Linked DNA regions of Sus scrofa: region 1 is linked to region 2. The links are chromatin contacts, called in public Hi-C maps. All regions are on one chromosome and are shown on one strand. The core of a region is the stretch at or near the end of the contact, and the rest is flanking DNA. Distances in the headings are between cores, read along the strand shown. Region 1 has its middle 31 kb from the start of C1QTNF3. Region 2 overlaps C1QTNF3 (C1q and TNF related 3).

Region 1 (3,403 bases), core at 245-2,744, 47 kb before region 2:
CATATGTGGCATTTTTCTTTTCCTTACCCTGCAGGGTAAAATGAAACTTGCAGATGTTCCTATAACCCCAGGAGAATAAGATTCACAGATGAGCTTGGCTTTGAGACTGGGTTAGACAGTTGCCATGTGGCCTGTGGTCAAGTCAGAGGGAGCAGCTGGGAATTGCATTTGAGGACTGACTTCATGGCTGTGGTTGGAGAGCAAGAAAGCCTGTCTGTACAGAGCCTGCCCTCCAAACTGCAATGAGTGTACTTCCCCTGATAACAAAGCCTGTGACAAAGCAGGCAGGTAAGAGCATCTTCTTGTCCCAAGACAGTTGCAGAGACTTGGCTTTCTCTGATCCTGGAGGTGGTGATGGGGCAGTGGAGATCAATGGAAGATGCAGAAGGCAGGACCCTTAACCCAAAGGGACTCCATTCAGGAGAGATCCAAATTAAAAAATTGGTCCATGATGACTCTAGGAACAGTGATCACTTTAATACATAGAGGCAAATGGGAATTCTGGTTGTGGCTTAGCCAGTTAAGAACCCAACTAGCATCCATGGATTTGATACCTGGCTTCGCTCATTGGGTTAAGGATCCGGTGTTGCCACGAGCTACAGCATAAGTTGCAGATGCGGCTTAGATTCTACATTGCTGTGGCTGTGGCGTGGGCCTGCAGCTGCAGCTCCATTTCGACCCATGGCCTGGGAACTTCCGTATGCCACAAGTGTGGCCCTAAAAAAAAAAAAAAAAAGTAAAGACAAATGGATGCCAGGGCTGTGTATTTTGTGGCAGACCCATTTTACTAAATCAGCCAATTAGCTGCCACCTGTTTCCAGGGTGTTGTGCTCAGATCAACCCCAGGCTCCAAGCCCCACACAGACCCACAGTTCAACCACCTAGTACACATTTAAGGACAATTCTCCCATTCAAATATCAGAGTCTTTAAGAAGGAGCCCGTTTCCAATCACGCTAGTTTTCAAAACAGCAAAACTCTTCTCATGGATGGTAAAGGATCTCAGGGACCATGCCTCCTTTCAGAGAGCTGGCCTGCCCTCTTCCCAGGCTCATTCCATGCTGATTTTCACCCTTGTTTAACTGGAGAGGAGGACAAAAAAAACCTTTCCTGCCCTCTTAGGGTCTGCCTTGGGAGCCCTAGAAATCAAGCTGACAAAAGACAGATTACGGAGAGAAAAGGCACCCATATTTTATTTAGCATCAATATTTTTATATGTATGCAGAGCCCTTAACATAAAAGAAATGAAGACTCTCAGAAGTGGTTTGGTCTGAAAGTTTATTGACCATTTTTTACCAAAAAGAGAGAAATTGTGGACACATGACGGACCGGAAGGACTTTGAACTTTTGGAGGCAGTAACTTGTGGAAGAGCAAATACAAGGGGGAAAGAAATGGAAAGTAAGGATTGATTAGGGAGATTTGTTCTGTGGATTCCTCTTCTTGCATCTCTGGGCTGATAAGCATCTAGAGTCTTCTCTGGTGATTAATGGTGATTCAGAGTTGTTCTGCCGGTCTTGATATGGGGGTGGGGCACCTCCACAAGGGGAAATTTATGCCTTGCTTTTAGGCAAAGAGAGAGCTTCTCTGTGTCTTATTAAAGAAATATCAGCACTGGAGGGTAACGTGGTAAACACAGGTTTTATTCAGACGATGGCAATCAGGAAAAAGAGCCCTTAACAGAGAACAGGGCACAATTCCAAAGACTGCTGACAGGGTTTGATGACCTGGGGCAGGGTGGGGGTCGGTGGGAGGAAGAGTACCGAAGAGGAAACACTGGGAGTCAGGGGGTGTCCACTGAAAAAAACAGGCACAACCTAAAAGTTGAGAGTTAAGTTTTATTTGGGGCAAGATGAGGACGATAGCCTGGGAGTCGGCGTTTCAGATAGCTCTGCAAACTGCTCCAAAGAGGGAAAGAGAAATGTCATCCTCCACTGTCATCCAGGTGGTGGCCAATGACTCTGAATTGTGCAGTAGACACATTTGAGGTACTGTCCATAGACACAGAGGCATTTAATTGTCATCATGGCAGACATCTTAGGATGCAAATCCTCCCCAATGAAAGAATTCCACAAAGAATGTACAGAAAATGACTGTACATAGCCCCAATTATCTTAAAAATGTGTACCCATAGGCACTTGCTTATATAAATATATTTGTAGTCGTACCTGTGTTGATAATTAATATCTGTCTCCTCACATAAGTAAACACTCCTTAAGTTCAGGGATCATGTCAGCTGGAACCTAGAAAAGAAGAATGATGTCCTGACAAAATGAACACGTGAAAAACTTCCAGCAATTTATATTGCTGGAATATAATATAAATAATATAAATGTGTTACATTTCAGCTCCTTACCACGTCTTAGCTATAAACGGCATTCCCCAAAAATGTTGACTTTCCATCCAGATAACGAATGCTTTGGAAATATTTTGGATCTCATTATTGATCACATAAACGACCAGCATCCCAGCTGCTGGGCTTGAAATCCATCATCGGATTCCCACGGAGACAAGCTTTTGCACGGGCTGCTCCCAGCGGTGATCCAGTGTGGTTGAGACACCAGAAGCCCAATTTCTAGGATGGATCATGTTGGGTTGAGGACTCCCTTGAAGTACTGCTGTCCCAAACTCTTCCACTCAACACTCCTTCCTTCCCTCACTCCTTCTGAAACTAGAGGAACCCTCTGCCTGACTTCCAGGGCAAACCACAGGGACACACACATGAAAAGAGGAGACTCTTCGGCAGAAAATAGAAATGGCTTCCATGTATGTACAGGCAGCTGAGCCCAAAAGAATCCCCCAAGACTCCTCTGGCCCCAAAGGGGCCAGAACATCCGAGCGTTTTCTGTGTCCCCAGAGGGCAGACTTCAGCTATAGCTTTCAGGTATAATCTTTCTTGAAATAGTTTCGTTGTCACCCTGGGGGGAAGATGGGGACATTTCAGGAAGCTTTCTGAAATTGAAGTTTTTCATGCATGAAATGATGGAATTATTACTAACTCAGCCAAATGTCTAGTCGGCAGTATCACTTCCAAAGTGAATGGAAGCTCAAGATACAAATTTCGTCTTGAGTTTACACAAATTTAAAACATAGATTTTGCAGATGAGTTTTGTGACTGAAACATTTCACACTGCGGTCATCTGCTCACTGTATAAGCACTTTTTTCACCAGGACAGTTCTTGACATTTAATATAGTGTGAGCCCCTTCCGTGTCAATAAAAAGTCTTTCATTTTTAAAAGTCACGTACTATCTGTTGAATGGCTGTGCCATCATTTATTCACTCACTCCCCTTCCTTGCTGCCTGTCAGCCAGGAGCCCCTCTTAGCTGGGAGGCTTTCTCAGCAAGTCCACCTCCATTCCTTGGTAAGTTGGCCCCTGCATCTTTAAGCCAGCCCAGGTGTGTCAA
Region 2 (3,769 bases), core at 1,067-3,566:
TAAATCACTGGCCGCTGATGATAGATTCAACATCCAGCCCTTTTCTCATCCATGGAGGTGTGTGTGTGTGAGGGAGGATGGGGAGGGGAAGGGGGGCTGATTTAAAACTCTAATCACCTTGTTGACTCCGAGGGCAGCCAAACCCTCCTGAGGTGCTTTCCCCAGGGTCACTTCATTAACATAACAAAAGATACTTTGCCGCCCTCAACACTTTGGAAATTCCAAAGATTTTAGGAGTTCTGCGCCAGAACTGGGAACGAATGCTAAATATAAACTTATTATAAATCATAATATCCCAGGTGTCTTTTAAGGACAAAATAACACAAGGTAAACAAAATTAAAAAGTTGTTTGGCTGCAGGACTTCTCAGCTTCTTTAGTATGCTGATGGGCATTTAATAGCTATAAGGAGAAGATTTCATCCAAATATTCCAGTACTATTTGATAATAGAATTTGATTACTTCAAGAAGCACTTTAACATCTAATGTTCATTGAAACACATATTCAGAACTGCTGCTATGCACTATCGTTTTAATGGGTGCATAGCAAAACAATGTTAGACATTACCATGATTTATTTAATTCTTCCTCCATAGATTAGTATTTAAATTATTTCCAATCTTGCTGTTCCGAATATGGTTGAAAGAAACTTCCTTGTATCAAAACCTTATTTCTCTAAGAAATAAGTTGCCTTTTAATTAACCGCCATCTCTTTCCTTAGATTGCATTCATGGCTTCTCTGGCCACTCACTTCAGCAATCAGAACAGTGGGATTATCTTCAGCAGTGTTGAAACCAACATTGGAAACTTCTTTGATGTCATGACTGGGAGATTTGGGGCCCCAGTATCAGGTAAGAGGTAAAAATAAATGAGTCACTGACTTAATCTAGTAATCAAGAAAGAAGGAAGGGAGCGAAGGAGGGAGGAGGGAGGGAAGGAAGGAAGGATGGATGGATGTTGGGGGGAGGGAGAGAGAGAGGGAGGGAAGGATATATGTGTATAAAATGATTATTTTTTTTCCCTGTTGGATTTCGAAGTAAGTGAATTAGAATCTGAAAAAACAAGAACAATTTATTGTTTTTTTTGTTTGTTTGTTTTTGGCCATGCCTGCAGCATGCAGAAGTTCCCAGGCGAGGGATCAAACGCTTTACCGCAGCATTGATCCAAGCTGCTGCAGTGACAACACTGGATCCTTAACCTGCTAGGATACCAGGGAACTCACCAAAAACAGTTTTAAAAATGATAATCATGACTACTAGGTTTATTACTTCTGCTTTGAATTGCACCAAAAAATCCCTAAGGGGGCATAATTACCTCTGACTTGAAAAGCCCTCAGATCATATTCTCACTGTTCCACTGTGTCCTAACTGAGTTCATTCCCTCTCCTTGCTGCTACCCCAAGGAAGGCCTGCCTGATCCTTAAAAAAAAAAGTATTAAAAAAATTTTTTGAGCACTTCTGTATTCATTTCCTGTTGCTACAGTAACAAATTACCACGAACTAAGCTTAAAACCACATGAAATTATTCTCTTGCATTCCTGGAGGTCATTAGTTCAAAATCAGTCCAAGTAGGCTAAAGTCAACATATGGGGGAGTTCCTGTCGTGGGGCAGCGGAAATGAATCTGACTAGGAACCATGAGGTTGCAGGTTCCATCCCTGGCCTTGCTCAGTGAGTTAAGGATCCAGCGTTGCCATGAGCTGTGGTGTAGGTCCCAGATTCGACTCGGATCTGGCATTGCTGTGGCTCTGGTGTAAGCCAGCAGCTGCAGCTCCGATTAGACCCCTAGCCTGGGAACTTCCATATGCCACCGGTGTGGCCCTAAAAAGACAAACAAACAAACAAACAAAACTCATATGGGCAGTACTGGTTCCTCTAGAAGCTCTGGGGCCTTGCCTCTTCCTGCTTTTAGAGGCTGCCACCATTCCTTGTTTATTGACCACCTCTGTTGCTCCAGTGGTTACATCACTTTGTCCTCCCAGATTCTGACCTCCCTGGCTCTTGAGAAAGACAATGTGATTACCTTGGACCCACCTGGATAATCCAGGATAATCTCTCCAGCTCCAGACCCTGAGCTTAATTTGTAAGCAGAGATCCTGGGGTTGTTGGAACCTAGGCATACACGGGGGTCATTATTCAGTCCCCCACAACTTTCTTACTTTCTAGTGCCACAAGCTGCTTCAGGCTCACATGGTATTTTCCCATCCCAGCTCTGGAAATACCCAACTTTCCAAGAAGCACTGGTTTCTTTTACTGGAGAATAATATTTAGAAACTGAGATGTGCGTGCCAGATGTACTCACTGCTCTTAGGATGTCACTGCTTTTAGGTCCTAGGAGTGGACAGAACTAGGACACATATATGTATACCAATCCACCATGTATATGTGCATCTATATTTTCTTATCTATCTATCTATCTATCTATCTATCTATCTATCTATCTATCTAGTATGTAAAAAACAAAAAAATTTAAGTTCATTCTGATACATCTGACTCAAATCCAGCACCACTGGGTTCATCCTGACATTCCCTTTGTTAATTTTTAACTTCTTTCTTTGACAGTGAGCAACCTGGCTCTCTTAATCTATGATATATCTACTTATTTGTTGAACCTTATTGCACAAATAAAGTAGTTACAAAATTGCAAAAGTCCAGGTCTCACAAGAAACAAATTTACCAACTAGAGTGTATTCTTTGTGTACAATTCTTTTTATCTTTGCAGTATCCTGTCAAAACCCTCTCATATTCTTCCCCCCCCGTCCCCATGACCTTCAGTTGCACTACTTCTTTCATTTGTAATAAAAAAGTGTTAATTTGTAACTCATCTTGAGTTTTCCTGATATTGTAGTTGAGTTTTTAAAATTCTTCATGTAGCAAAATTTATTCCTTGTGATGTATAGTTCTATGGGTTTTCACAAGTGCATAGAGATGTCTCCACCACCACAGTCTCAAACTGAACAGCTCTTTCATTCCCCAAATTCTCTGTGCTATCTCTTTGTAGTCAACCCCTGACAGTGACTTACTGGTTTTCCATCCCTAGAGTTTCAGAATGTCATATAATGGAATTGTACAATATACAGGTTTTTTGGTATTGTACAATGTTAAGTCTCTTTTACTTAGCAAAATTCATTTACCATTTATCCATATTTCTGTATGAATCAATAGTGTGTTCCTTTTTCTTGCTATGTAGTATTCCATTGAGTGGATATATTTACAGTTTGTTTATTCATTCATGAGTTAAGAGACATTTAGACTATTGGGGTGAGTTGACCCTTTATCATCACATAATATTTCTTTTATCCTTGATAATATTTCTGAAGTCTACTTTGTTTCATATGTTATGGCTTCTCCAACTTTCTTTTGGGTAGTGTTTGCATGACATATTTTTCTATACTTTTACTTTAACCTTTGTCTTTAAATTTAAAGTGGTTTTCTTATAGGCAGCATAGAGTTGGTCTTGTGGTTTGTTTTTGTTTTTTTTTTTTAACTGGTCTTGCTTTTTAATCCAATTTGACAATCTCAATCCTTTAACTGGAGGGTTTAGATTATTCACTCAATGTGACTATTGATACATTTAGATTAAAATCTATCCTCTTGCCATTTTCTATTTGTGAGACCCATTATTCTATATTTTTCTCGGGTAAATTGAGCACTTTCTTGTACTGTAATATTATTTTGTAATGATTTTTGTTTTTATAGGTTTTTTTTTTTTTTTTTTTTTTTTTTGAGGGCTGTACCCACGGCACATGGTGGTTCCCAGGTGAGGGGTCAAA

Evidence for each region. Hi-C and Micro-C count contacts between places; a contact is called where the count stands out from the background.
Region 1: a contact with region 2 is called in a Hi-C map of liver, with 13 times the contacts expected there. The contact joins two enhancer-like sites. A contact is called at or near these places in 4 of 5 promoter capture datasets (fetal liver, fetal skeletal muscle and liver), 6 of 47 Hi-C or Micro-C datasets (blood, embryonic fibroblasts, liver and 1 more) and 2 of 2 datasets of contacts at active chromatin or transcription factors (alveolar macrophages and skeletal muscle).

The regions. Positions count from the first base shown.
Region 1 is chr16:20,088,847-20,092,249 of Sscrofa11.1, reverse strand. No RefSeq gene overlaps it. Among named protein-coding and RNA genes, the nearest start is that of C1QTNF3, 31 kb to the right of the region's middle. Within about 2 kb of position 1,494, at least 3 of the 83 cell types and tissues checked have an H3K27ac peak or open chromatin away from gene starts, as enhancers often do. A contact at or near this core is called in liver, where this site is marked.
Region 2 is chr16:20,042,793-20,046,561 of Sscrofa11.1, reverse strand. It overlaps C1QTNF3 (C1q and TNF related 3), which reads left to right. Exons shown (of 6, transcript NM_001145386.1): 4 at 720-849. Among named protein-coding and RNA genes, the nearest start is that of C1QTNF3, 15 kb to the left of the region's middle. Within about 2 kb of position 2,316, at least 1 of the 83 cell types and tissues checked has an H3K27ac peak or open chromatin away from gene starts, as enhancers often do. A contact at or near this core is called in liver, where this site is marked.